2 separate regions of the Mus musculus genome follow, and region 2 is linked to region 1. The links are chromatin contacts, called in public ChIA-PET maps. All regions are on one chromosome and are shown on one strand. Each heading gives the region's core, a stretch centred on a gene start, on an enhancer-like site or on the middle of the called end of the contact. The rest is flanking DNA. Distances are from core to core; before and after follow the strand shown. Region 1 overlaps Lrrc74b (leucine rich repeat containing 74B). Region 2 overlaps Med15 (mediator complex subunit 15).

Evidence for each region. ChIA-PET counts read pairs in DNA pulled down with a chosen protein or histone mark.
Region 2: a contact with region 1 is called in an RNA polymerase II ChIA-PET map of memory CD8 T cells, with 12 read pairs. The contact joins two enhancer-like sites. A contact is called at or near these places in 3 of 39 promoter capture datasets (cranial neural crest, hematopoietic stem and progenitor cells and trophoblast stem cells), 2 of 115 datasets of contacts at active chromatin or transcription factors (embryonic forebrain and memory CD8 T cells) and 2 of 9 other capture datasets (adipose tissue and pancreatic islet).

Annotation. Positions count from the first base shown.
Region 1 is chr16:17,551,113-17,557,218 of GRCm38.p6, reverse strand. It overlaps Lrrc74b (leucine rich repeat containing 74B), which reads left to right. Exons shown (of 9, transcript NM_029053.3): 5 at 4,004-4,113; 6 at 4,980-5,095. Among named protein-coding and RNA genes, the nearest start is that of Lrrc74b, 7.1 kb to the left of the region's middle. Within about 2 kb of position 3,113, at least 259 of the 459 cell types and tissues checked have an H3K27ac peak or open chromatin away from gene starts, as enhancers often do. A contact at or near this core is called in memory CD8 T cells, where this site is marked.
Region 2 is chr16:17,690,996-17,697,622 of GRCm38.p6, reverse strand. It overlaps Med15 (mediator complex subunit 15), which reads left to right. Exons shown (of 18, transcript NM_033609.3): 2 at 1-16. Among named protein-coding and RNA genes, the nearest start is that of Med15, 29 kb to the left of the region's middle. Within about 2 kb of position 2,697, at least 14 of the 459 cell types and tissues checked have an H3K27ac peak or open chromatin away from gene starts, as enhancers often do. A contact at or near this core is called in memory CD8 T cells, where this site is marked.

The DNA of each region.
Region 1 (6,106 bases), core at 1,864-4,363:
TGTGTGGGTGCCTGTGGAGGCTAGGACATCTCATCCTCTGCATTAGGAGTAGCAGATGGTCACGAGACATCAAATGTGGGTGCTGGGAAATGAACTCAGATCCTCGTGAGGAACAGCTGGTGCTCTTAGCTGCTCAGACACTTCTCCAGCTTCTCCAGCATCTGAAAGGAATTCTTAGATCATTGCAATGGATATGCCAGAACAACTGTCTAACAGGAGTTTTGGAATTTCTGGTCTGCCCCAAGCTGCTTAGACAGTGGAGTGGTGGAGTGGTGCTAACCTTGGCTCTGGAGTTTACCTGCTAAAGCCGAGTGTCTTCTAAGAAAGTCATTGTGAGAGCTCTGTGGAAGTAAAGGAGCATCTCACATCACTTCCGACAAACCGTGGCTGTGTCTCTGGGACTTGAGAACTGAGTAGCCAGCTTGCTGCTACTTTAATGAATGTTGCAGGCAAGCATCTTCTTCTTCTTCTTCTTCTTCTTCTTCTTCCTCCTCCTCTTCCTCTTCTCCTTCCTCCTCCTCCTCCTCCTCCTTCTTCTTCCTTCTCCTCCTCCTCCTCCTCCTCCTTCTTCTTCTTCTTCTTCTTCTTTTGAGACGGAGTTTCTCTGTGTAGCCCTGGCTGTCCTGGAACTCACTCTGTAGACCAGGCTGGCCTCGAACTCAGAAACCCAAGTGCTGGGATTAAAGGTGTGCACCACCACTGCCCGGCTGCAGGCAAGCATCTTATAAAGGGAAATAATGCACTTTTGGCTTATAGATTTGGAGAGTTCAACTTTTGATAGTTTGGCCTGTGGCTGAGCCAACATTAGAGAAGAGTCATTCAGCTGTCGAAAGGGGTCACGTGATCTCCTGAGGGGAACCCCTAGTGCCCTAAGACTTTAGATATTTTCATCTCCACATCCCAATATTGAGAACCAAGTTTTTTAGAAAAGACTTTATTTTATCCTGTGCATATGTGCATATTTTATCTGTGTACATGTGTCAGTTCACATGGAGGCCAGAAGAAAGCCTCCTGAAACTGAAGTCAGTCAGCTGTCAGTCAGCCACTAGCCTGCATGCAGGTGCTGGGAATGAAGCCTGGATCCTCTACAAGAGGCCAGTGCTGTGTCACCTGGGCATCCCAGGGAGCAAGAGTCATCTCTGCAGCCACAGGGAGCAAGCCTTTACAGCACTGGAAGATCTTTGGGGTGGCTTATTATATAAGTTACAGACTAGAGCAGGCAAGTGACACAGAGGTGGTGGGAACAGAGGGCGGGAATCTGAAGTCCTATGACGGTATGCAGGGAAGAAAGGGCAGACTATTTAGTTTCTCCAAGTGGGGATCTGAGGCTGTTGCTGAGCAGTGAAGGAGCTTGAGCCTCAATCACCCACGGTCTGTGCCAGTGGAGAATCTAACTCAGGTGTGGGCCTCACAGGATGGTAAATGGGTGGGTCACAGAGATAGTGTTGCCGTTACAGACCAGTAGAAGAGTGAGCCTCACCCTCCAGCTGTTCAATAGAAGAGGGACTAGAAGACACTTGCTGTCCTTGCCCAGCTTTAGCAGTGTCCAGGAAAGGTGGGGGGCTCCTGTATCTGAGAGCCTAGGGGTGTCAGCTGAGGTGCTAATATGTCTGCTGCTGCAGGTGCTAGCCAAGCAGGTAGCTGGACACACTCTGTCTACACACGTGCAAATGCACACACATTTGCCTTAGTTTGATCTAGTTTAATTTGGATTAGTTTTTGAAGCCAGGTCTCACTATGCTGCCCAGAATAGCTTGGAATTCACTATAGCATTCAGACTGACTTCAGTCTTCTGTATGCTCGGATAACAGGAATGGACCACTACAACAACCCCTCTGAGCACTTCAAACCAGCTTCTCTTCTCTAGCAGCCAAGAAAATGAGAAGAGGCCAAACTTTATTCCCAAGGGACTCCATTCTGGCCACAGAGATCAGCCAGGCAGCGTAAGGGGAGGCCTTAGGGGTCACAAGGCTAGATTAGTGTGGGAAGATAGAATGACAGTAAACATGGCTTCTGAGGGAGCCCACCTAGCTAGGACAAAGTCTGCAAACCCAGGTTATGAGGCTGAGCCCTGGCTGGCCAGGCGGAGAACAGGATACTGTGGGGAAATGGGCTATGCACAGACAGCCTGGTTTCCAGTTGAGCTGAGGTCTTGAACCCCAGTGGTGCCCAGTGGTGGTAATTTTCACCTACATGGGACAGAAGGCGTTCCCTCATGTCTCATGGACCCCTGGCTCCTGTTGAAGTTACCAACCCCACAGCCCCCACAGGAGAGGCTCGTGGAGTTCAGACAAGTAGACAATGTCCCAGGCTTCTGGCCCTCTGGCTAGACTCCTCCCCACAGTTACCTAGCAACAGCAAGATAACAAGCCCACTATAAGAGGGGCTGTTTGGCCCCGCCTCGCTCTCTTAAGCTTTTACTTTCCTTACTGTCTCTAGGTTTTTAACTTCTCTCTCTCTAAGCCTTCACCTTTCTTACTCTCTCTTTCTTTCTTTCCCTTCCCCCTTCTCTCCTCTTGGCCATGGCCGGTCTCTCTCTTTCCCCCTGCCTTTCTACAATAAAGCTCTAAAACCATAGACTGTCTCTGTTTTTCAAGGCCCAGACTAAAGACTCTCGCCTGTGTGGGAACCACCCAGTGCCCTCCAGGGCCTAGTGCCTCCCTGAGGCCCCTATTCTGTTCTCAGCTCTTCTGCTGTAGCATGGGATGCCAGAGACTGAGAACCTGGTAACAGGGACTGCCCCTTGTCCACCCCCCACCGTGTGGGGTCAGTGGCATCACACAGCCAGATGCCCACCCGGGGCCTCGTGGAAAGTGTCCGGCAGTCTTCCCGTGTCTGCCCACCCAGAGCACAGGAACTCCAGCCAGACGCGGGCTCTCACCCTCCCCACTCTTCCCCTACACCCACGGCCCCTCAGGGTACCAGCATGGAGAACCAGAGTGGGACATAGATGGAGCTGCGGCTGTGGAGAACTGGCAGCAAGTCACGCCCACCAGTGCTAACGGAATGGAAAGCAGGCTGGCTGTAAGGTGCACCTCTGCCCTTGAGACAGCTAGGGATCTGTCATGGCTCCACCCACTTCCTTTAGCAACTCGTGACTTGGAGGGCTCGGTCTCTGCTGGTACTCCCCAGCCAATAGGAATCTTGCCGGGGTACTCAGCCAGCCTCCAGGCCCTCAACTGCACAGAGAGCAACACCTGAGCTCCTGGCTTAGCACCAACTGCTCCCTGGGGCGTTCCTTTCTTCCTGCGCCTGCTTACTCCCGCCTCTCTCCAACTCCAGCATCAGCTGAGCTGCTTTTCCCTCTCTCTTCACCATGTGTGCAGACATGTGGATCTCTTGATTCTAGGTTACCTGTTCTATCCTCACTTCCAGATCCCACCAACCTGACCACTGCATCGCTACCCTTTTTTGTTTGTAGATTAGAATAGCTGGAATCTCATTAGTTTAAAATCCATACCTTCCAGGCTGAGAGGTGGCTCAGTGGTTAAGAGCACTCACTTCCAGAGGTCCTGAGTTCAATTCCCAGCAACCACATGGTGACTCACAAACCATTTGTAATGGGATCTGATGCCCTCTTCTGGTGTGTCTAAAGACAGCAACAGCGTATTCATACATATAAATCAATCAATCAATCAATCAATTAATCTTAAAAAAAATTTATACCTTCCCAATCACACCTGGATTCTTTGCTGGGCATAGTGTCTCTTGTGTGCATTGTCAGCACAATGGAGGTAACAATAAGACAATCTGGAGTTTAAGGCCAGTCTGGGTGCAGAGTGAGTTCTAGACCTGTCTGTGTTGTAGGACATGACCCTAAACACACACACACACATACACACTCCTTGGAGGTGATCCAGGTACACACTGGATATTGTGATCCACCTACACTACTGAAGTTCTGGCGCACGGTGAGCATTACATCACTTTTTGAACTTGTTGTGATGGTGCTAGGTTGTTTGTTTGTTTGTTTGTTGCTATAAATTCTCTTGGTGCTCCTCAGGAGAGATACTTGGACCTGCTGTGGCAGAAAACACAGGACTCACAGAGCTTAACCTCAGTTGGAATCACCTGCGAGGTCTGGGAGCCACCGCGTTTGCCCGAGGCCTGGAGGTGTGAGACGCTCGCCCAGTCAGCCCTGCCTGTCCTTTGGAAAGTTTTCCCTGAGCCAGTTCTTGGTGTTGTAACTCTTCAGAAATGAACTTCAGCCCTTTTCAGCACGATGTACATGTGCATCTTTGATGACCTGTTTTCCTGCCCCCATCTAGTGATAATACACTGCACTGACTCTCATCTCATTTCCTAAGGGGTCCACAGATAAATATCAGCTGCCTCCTCCAGAAATCACAGTCAACTGTAGGGGACACCCATGCCATCTGGTGGCATCACTGTTTGCACATGCTGATGCTTTTCCACACCCCTCTCATTGCTTCCCTGTAAGTTTACAGACCTTGAAAATGTATTGATCAAGCCCTGCCAGGGTTTGACAAGGGCCTTAGGAAATAACAGTCACTACTTTCCCCTCTTACAGAGCCTAACTGCTGGGGTTCCTGACCTACTGGTCAAGGTGGCAAGTCCGAGCACTCTCTCCCTCTTGCTCTGTCCCAGCTCGCTCCGCACCCACCTCTGGCCAGAACACTCACTCTTGACCCCATCACAGGCTTCATATAACACCCCACCACCAAGTCAATGGGCACGTGCTGTCTCTGTGACCCAGGATGCCTGCCTTGAGCATTTTCCCTTAGGTGAGGATCTGGTCACTGCACCTCATCTCTGAGAAGTATCCACAGCCAGCCCATCATCCTCTGCTGATCTTTGGGTTGTTTGGCCTGAGAGTTCTTACTAACTCTGCCTCAAGACCTCTGATCTCTGTACTTAGTCACTGCTCAGACTCTCCTGGGCTCTGACGTTGTAGCCCTGGCCCTGTTGCTCTCTGCACCATCAGATGCGAGCTTATGTCTTTGCTCTTTGTGTCCTAGGCAAATATATTCTTGAAAGTCCTAGACATCTCTCATAATGGCTTTGGAGACTCTGGTGCCAGTGCGATTGGTGATGCCCTCAGGGTCAACAATGTTTTAGAAGAACTGAATATGAGGTGAGAAACACGGGTTCTTCCTGTGTACATTCGCATGCACATGCGCAGGGGCTCTTAGGGCCACATGCAGTGGTCTGGCTGCTGTTCACAATGTGTCCTGTGGCTTGAGCTGCAATCCTACAGCACTCTGTCCTTCTCTTTCAAGGTTGTTGCTTGGGGGCTTGGGATGCAGCTCAGTTGGCTGAGTGTTGTCTAGCATGTGTGAAGGATGTGGGTTCATGTCCCAGCATCATATGGATTCGGACTGGTATCTTACTCCTGGTTTCATTTCTGTTGCTGTGGTGAAACAGTCTGATCGAACGCAGCTTTAGAGGACTGGTTTATTCAGCTTGCAGTACCAGTTATGGTGGGCATTTCAGAGAATCTCATCACATGCACAGTCAAGCGCAGGGCTGCTCCAAGGTACTTGCACTCAAACATAATTTTAAAAATGAAAAAAAAACCTTTAAAAATTCAGAGTCTGTAACTAGATTCCTATAAAAATCAAAAGCAAGCTACATACTTAAACATTCATATTCCAAGTGGGAACAACTGGGGAATTAAAAACAATCACAGCCAAGCAAAAGTAATGTCCAGTGGTGTAAAGGCCAGCCTGTGGTCATACCCAGCATCTGAGACTCACAATCTGCTAGACTCCAGTGGGCTTGGGCAGCCCTGCAGTCTCTGCAGCTTTGGCATCTGCAGCAAACACAGCTCTTCCTAGGCTGACTCCACACAAAACCCGCATCTCTCCTTGTAGACACCACAGTCCAGACATTTCAAATAGCCTGAGGTCTCCATTGCAACTGAGGCCTCACCTTCATCAGTGGTCTCTGTGAGCCTCACTACAGGGACTCTGAACACAAGGTGCAAAGTCTCAGCTGCGCTGTAGGACATTTTCAATCAAGCATCTACCACGCCTTCAAAAACCAGTACTACATGGACCCTGCTTCTGATACTGCCAAGTTCTGCCACTTGAGGTGTAGCCTGGCCTACTGAGATCAGCTTCTGGTGCTGACCCTGAGAGAATAT
Region 2 (6,627 bases), core at 1,448-3,947, 140 kb before region 1:
GAAGGCCAAGACCCGGGTAAGACCCTGCTGGCCAAAGTCCCCAGCAGAGTAATTCCAGGAGGAGTGTGTTGCTGATACTGAGCCCCTTCTACTTGTATCCTGGAGAGGGGAGTGCTTGCTTGCTGCTCTCAGATACAGCTGGCTTTGCCACAACACTCTGGAACCTCCCATGTTCCATGGAAGAAAAGTCAAGACTCCTAGATTGGCACTTCTGCTACAGGCCCTGCCTCTGACCCTGGCCTCATTTTTGACCATGTCATATATATGTAGTTGGCCCTGTGATTCCCACAGGAAGCTCCTTGGATCCTATAAAAGAGATGCTGGCTTTGTGCTACACATCCCTGAGGCAGGGGTCTAGAGTCATCTTTGGTTTCTCTGTTCAGGGAGGCAGCCAATGCTGGAAAAGTTGAGGGTAGAACTTGCCGGGTAGAATTGGAAGAAGACTTTCCAGGCTAGTACAGCACCAGCCTCTATGTGACCTTCTTTCAGTGTGTTAGTTCTCAGGAGTGGAAATTAGAAGTGAAGGAAGAGGCTGAACGATAACTCAGCAATTACAAGACCATACTGTTCTCGAAGACAACTCAAGTTCAGTTCCCAGTACCCATGTAGGATGGTTCACAGCAGCCTAAAATTCCATGGACACCTGTGCTCACATGCATATCACCTACTGACCCCACCTCACTCCATTCCTGCCCCAACCTCTACACCCACACAATTTTGATTTAAAGCTGGATGCATGCTTTTTAATCTTAGCACTTAGGAGGCAGACGCAGGTGGATTTGAGGCCGGCCTGGTGCCTGGTCTACATATTAAACTCTAGACTAGCCAGGGCTATAAGTGAGACCTTCTCCAAATAAATAAAATAAACAATCTATTTTTTAAAGAAAAAGTGACGGCCTAGAGAGATGGCTCAGCAGTTAAGAGCACTGGCTGCTCTTCCAGAGGTTCTGAGTTCAATTCCTAGCAACCACATGGTGGCTCATAATCATCTGTAATGGGGTCTGATGCCCTCTTCTGGTGTGTCTGAAGACAGCTACAGTGTACTCATACATATAACAATAAATAAATCTTTTAGAAAAAGAAAAAGTGACAAAAAATAGCAGAAAATGAAGTGATATTGAGTAGAGACAGACAGTGTGTTTTTGTGTACAAGTACATGGACAGACAGATTTCCAGAGCTATGGGCTCCTCTGTGGATGGGTAACATACATTTGTTTTCTTTGAAAAGCATTGTTGAGATTGAATTAAGGTATATCAAATTCACTCACTGGAGGTATATAGTTCAATCATGCAGGGTAGAGTTAGAGACTTTACACAAGTTTGTAGGCATTAGCAGTCACACTCCATTTCCTGGCCACCAGCAGATACTCACCTACTTTATTGCAGTGGGCTTTCCCACCTGAAGTTGCTTTATCAGCATAGTCAGCATGACTTGGGTTTTTTGTAACTTACTTTTTTCACATAGCACAATCTTATCAGGGTTCATACATTGACCATGTTGTAGTGCATACCTGATTCTTTTTTCTTCTTTTCAAGCCAAGATTTCATGGTGTAGACTAGACTAGACTGGCCTCAACAGAGATCACCTACTTCTATATTAAAAAGGCATGTGCCGCTGTGACCATCCCTGATCTCTCTCTTTGTTGAGTCATATTTCATCTTGGATGGCTGTATCATTTTCTGTATATTGATGAATCAGACTTCATTTGAGTGGTTTTCATTTTAGAGCTATCATGAAAAATGACTTATTTTAAATACTCATGTACTAGGGGGTGTTGTTGTTTTTGTCTTGAGACAGGATTTCTCTGTGTAGCCCAGGTTGTTCTGGAACTCATTCTGTAGACCAGGCTGTCCTCAAATTCGGAGATCTGCCTGCCTCTGCCTCCTGAGTGCTGGGATTAAAGGAATGTGCTACCACCACCCAGCTTCATCTACTAGTTTTTTTTTTTTCCATTTTTTATTAGGTATTTAGCTCATTTACATTTCCAATGCTATACCAAAAGTCCCCCATACCCACCCACCCCCACTCCCCTACCCACCCACTCCCCCTTTTTGGCCCTGGCGTTCCCCTGTACTGGGGCATACAAAGTTTGCGTGTCCAATGGGCCTCTCTTTCCAGTGATGGCCGATTAGGCCATCTTTTGATACATATGCAGCTAGAGTCAAGAGCTCCGGGGTACTGGTTAGTTCATAATGTTGTTCCACCTATAGGGTTGTCTACTAGTTTTTTGTTTGTTTGTTTGTTTGTCTGTTGATTTGAAGACTTCTTTCATTTCTCTTAGGAAAACAAAAACTCTGTACATACTTGGGGCTCACGTTTCTAAACTGTTTTCTCGAGTAGCTGTGTTGTGCCAGTTCACAAGCCCCAAAAGACCACAAAGGAGCTGATACTGATGCAGTCTAACTAGGGTCTCTTTTATTCAAGCTTGGCTCACTCACCACCAACCCTGACACAGCAGGATGGTCGAGTGCAGCCCCGAGCCCTCAGTGGGACAAGGTTTTATAGGAAATGGTGAGCTAAGAGGGGATTTTAGCCCGGCAAGCATCTAGTTGAATGACTGCTGTAAGACTACTGTAATGACTACTGTGGGTGCTCTGAAGCAAAACCACAAACAATCACAAAAGGTCTGAAAGGACATCTCAGACAATCAGAGTAATCTTGATTGGCTGTTGCTAGGAAGTAGCTAGGGGGTAACTCTGGGGTATGGGGCAAGGACAAGCCATGGGGTTCTTCCTGGTACTTGGGTGCAGCTTGGGTTCAGCTGCAGGTCAAGTTCTCAGGCTCTTCTTTTTTTTTTTTTAAAGATAGAGGCCAGTCCCAAGATTGAGTAGGTTTGTCCTCTAAGCTGTGTGTCATCTACCAGCCACATAAGGCTCTGTTGCCCCCAACAATCACCAATGTCTTTGCTATGTCCGTGTGTGAGAAGTGGTCACCAGTGCTTCTGATTGCTGTTTGTCTTCGTAGTGATGATGTCACACGTCTCTGTAGTGCTTTTGAGCCATCTGTAAACATTCTGTGGAAAAATGTCCATGTTTATCTTTTGGTCTTCTTTTAATTGACTTGTTGATCTTTTTAGTAGTTTTTTTTTTAAAGATTTATTTAGTTATTTATTTTATGTATATGGGTACACTGTAACTGAACAGATGGTTGTGAGCCTTCATGTGGTTGTTGGGGATTGAATTTTTAGGACCTCTGCTTGCTCTGGTTGGACCCACTTGCTCCAGACACACCAGAAGAGGGTGTCAGATCTCATTATGGGTGGTTGTGAACCACCATGTGGTTGCTGGGATTTGAACTCAGGATCTTCAGAAGAGCAGTCAGTGCTCTTACCCACTGAGCCATCTTGCCAGCCCTAGTAGTTTTTTATATATTTGGATACCTAGATCATTTAATTTGCAAATATCTCAGAGATGGAATATTTTATTGTTGAGGTCTATGGTGGTGGTGGGGGAGGGGGAGGGGGAGGGAGGGAGGTTACTGCTCTTGCCAGGTACTTGGGCAAAGTACTTTATCACTGAGGTATATCCACAGCCCTATTATGACCTTTCTTTTATTTTTGAAATATGGTTTCTCATATACCCCTCATTGTCTTGGAACTTGCTAGAGCAAGCTGACCTCAAACTTCCAGAAATTTGTTTGCTTGTCTCCTGAGTGCTGGGATTAAAGTCATACACTACAGTGAAAGGAATTTTGGTAAAGACGTAATTGAAGTCGGGTGTAATGGTGCACACCTTTAATCTTAGCACTTGGAGGCAGAGGCAGCTGGGTTTCTGTGAGTTTGGGGCCCATTTGGACTACATAGTGAGTTCTAAGACAGCTGGAGCTACATACATAATGAGACGCTGTATGTGCTGGGGCTGCGAGGTGGGGGTGGGGACAGATAGACAGGACCAGATGACAACAACAAAAACCTGACTTGAATCATTTATTTCCAAAATGTAAATTTTGTTGGTTCAGCTTGCTTATACCAGTCTAAAACTTAATGGCTTAAAGGTATAACCCTTTGGTTCTCCTAAGTCAGTGGGAAGCTTCACTCATGATTGCATGTCCCTCTAACCTACATGACTCTTACAGTGTCACTAGTGGCATAACTTAGACCTTATTATGTCACTGTGTTTGTGTTTCTGGAGGGAAGAGATGGAAGCTTTTAGTCTTCAGAAGTCCTAGAACATTCTTTGGATACCAGAAGTTTAAGGCCAGTGCAGGAGGTTCAGAGAGAAACTGCCTCTGCCTTTTGGTGTGATCAGGAGCCTGTTTGGACCAGGGAGTACAATGACTATCGCATAGCCACCACAGACACCAGCCAACTCAGACCTTTCCAGTGGCTGATGAATAGGTACCAAAGGAGGCACTAGAGGTCAGCCTTTCATCTGTGCAGTTCACTCTGCCTTGTCTTTGAGTCACAGCCTATTGACTGTTATAAGTAGTACCTTGATGATTTCTTTTGAAGCTGTCTCTAACTCCCTGACTACACAAGGAGGCCCTGACTAACTGGAAGAGAACAGATTGTAAAAGCACTGTTGGCCAGTCTGTATTTTTGTTTTATTTTGCATTTATTTATTTATTTGAGACAGGGACTCACCATGACGCTTTTGACTAGCCTGAAACTTACAGATATCACCTGCCTCTGTCTCCCATGTGCTGGGATTGAAGGCGTATGCCCATGCCTGGAAATCTCTGTAGTTTTTCTGGACAGTGTGTTTGAGCACTGACATCTGACTGCCCTCTTTACCTGCTCTTCCCCATGGAGGTAGGTGCCTATATTGTAGTGAGAACCTTTCAAATTGTGGAAGAAGGGAATGAGCTTTCCTTGAAATCCTGACAAGCATGCAGGTCCACAAGCACCCACCACCTGAAGGAAGCCAGGATTTCATTAGGCGCGCTGGCTGTCCAGTGCAGACTCATGGCAAGGAGAACCATGAATGTTCTTGTCTGGAAGTGTGTACCACACTTTTGGTTGGTGGTGGGCACAGGCGTCCACTGTGTGGGCTTGTGTGTAAAGCTCTCCTCATACTGACATTTTCTGACTTCACATTTCATGACTCACTTATAGACTCTAAAGTTATGTGCATGATAAGTCCATATGACAAGTACTTAAAATATTTGAGCCCACCTGATTCCCCACTCAGCCCTATGAAGTGGTAGATTAGTTACTTATCTTGATGCTGTGACAAAATACCTTAAAAGAAGCAACTTATGGAAGAAAGGGTTCATTTCCCTTTACAGTTGAAGGGCATACAGTCCAGCATAACTAGAATGCAATGGCAGCAGGAGCATGAGGCCCATTGCAGCTACAGCCAGGAAGCAGCAGATGCTGGCACTCAACTGGCTAGCTTTTTTTTTTTTTTTTTTTTTAAATGCAGTCCAGGACACCAGCCCAAGGAAAAGTGCTTCCTACAGCTAGACTGGTTCTTCCTACTTCAGTTAAACTATCTACATAAGCACTCATAGACATGTGCACAGAGGTGTCTCTTTGGTGATTCCTGGTCTTAACAATATTAACTATCATAAGTAGTTACAGATGGACTCAAAGATTCTAATTCCCTACCCAGACTAATGGAGAGTAGGGAGTGACTGAGGGGTTTGGGTGTCAGAACTGACAGCCATGTCTCTTACTATCTTCCATCTACCAAAGCACAAAGTATAAAAACCCACTTATCCCTGATGTCCTTAATACCTGTGAGTTGCACTCCTCTCTCTCTCTCTCTAAAGGAGGTTAAGGGAGAAAATACAGTCAAGATCTGGAGTGATGGGCCGTGTTAGTAATGGAAGCTTCATAGACTCTGACCTGGGGGACAGAGTTAGCACTCATTGGATGAGAAGACGTCACCAATGCATAGCAGGACTGTAGCACACACTGTCTAGAGAACAAGATTCTTTCTGTCCCATTTGAATATATCTTTCGCTATTCCACTTACTTGCCCAGAGGTGAGACCCTGTAAATACTCTATGTAAGAGCTTTTTTTTTTTTTTTTTTTTTTTTTTTTTTTCTGTCTAGTTTTGTTTGGTTGGTTTGTTTTAGACAAGTCTCTACATAGGTTTGGCTGTACTGGAACTCACCATGTAGGCCCGGCTGGCCATACCTCTACCTCCTAAGCACTGGGATTAAAGTCATTCACCATCACACTGGCCTCAAACTCATTCAGATATAAGTTCTTATATTTAGTATTATTTTATTGACATGAATGCCAAAAGAATCCATGTACAAGAGTGACCCTTTTGCAAATTGTGCTGTGACAACTGGATTGCCATATATATAAGATACTGATTTAGACCTTAAATTCACTCAGTGTACAAAAATTAGCTCGTTGTGGCCATTGAGATGGTTTAGTGGGTAAGGACATTTGCTGCCAGGCCTGATGACCTGAGTTTGCTCTCAGGAGCTACATGGTGAAAGAACATGAAAGGCAGGGAATCTACCACATGCCAGAATTAAACTGGTTAACTCTTTTGATGCAGGTACTGCTGTCTTCCTAAATCCAGTTTACTCCTTGCAATTTCCTTTGACCACACATTCTAAACATTAATATTTCTCTTTACACTGGATTTAACAATTGTTTCATTAGAAATGTTTTGAGTTGGAGAGATGGCTTAGTGGTTAAGAGCACTGACTGCTCTTCCTGAGG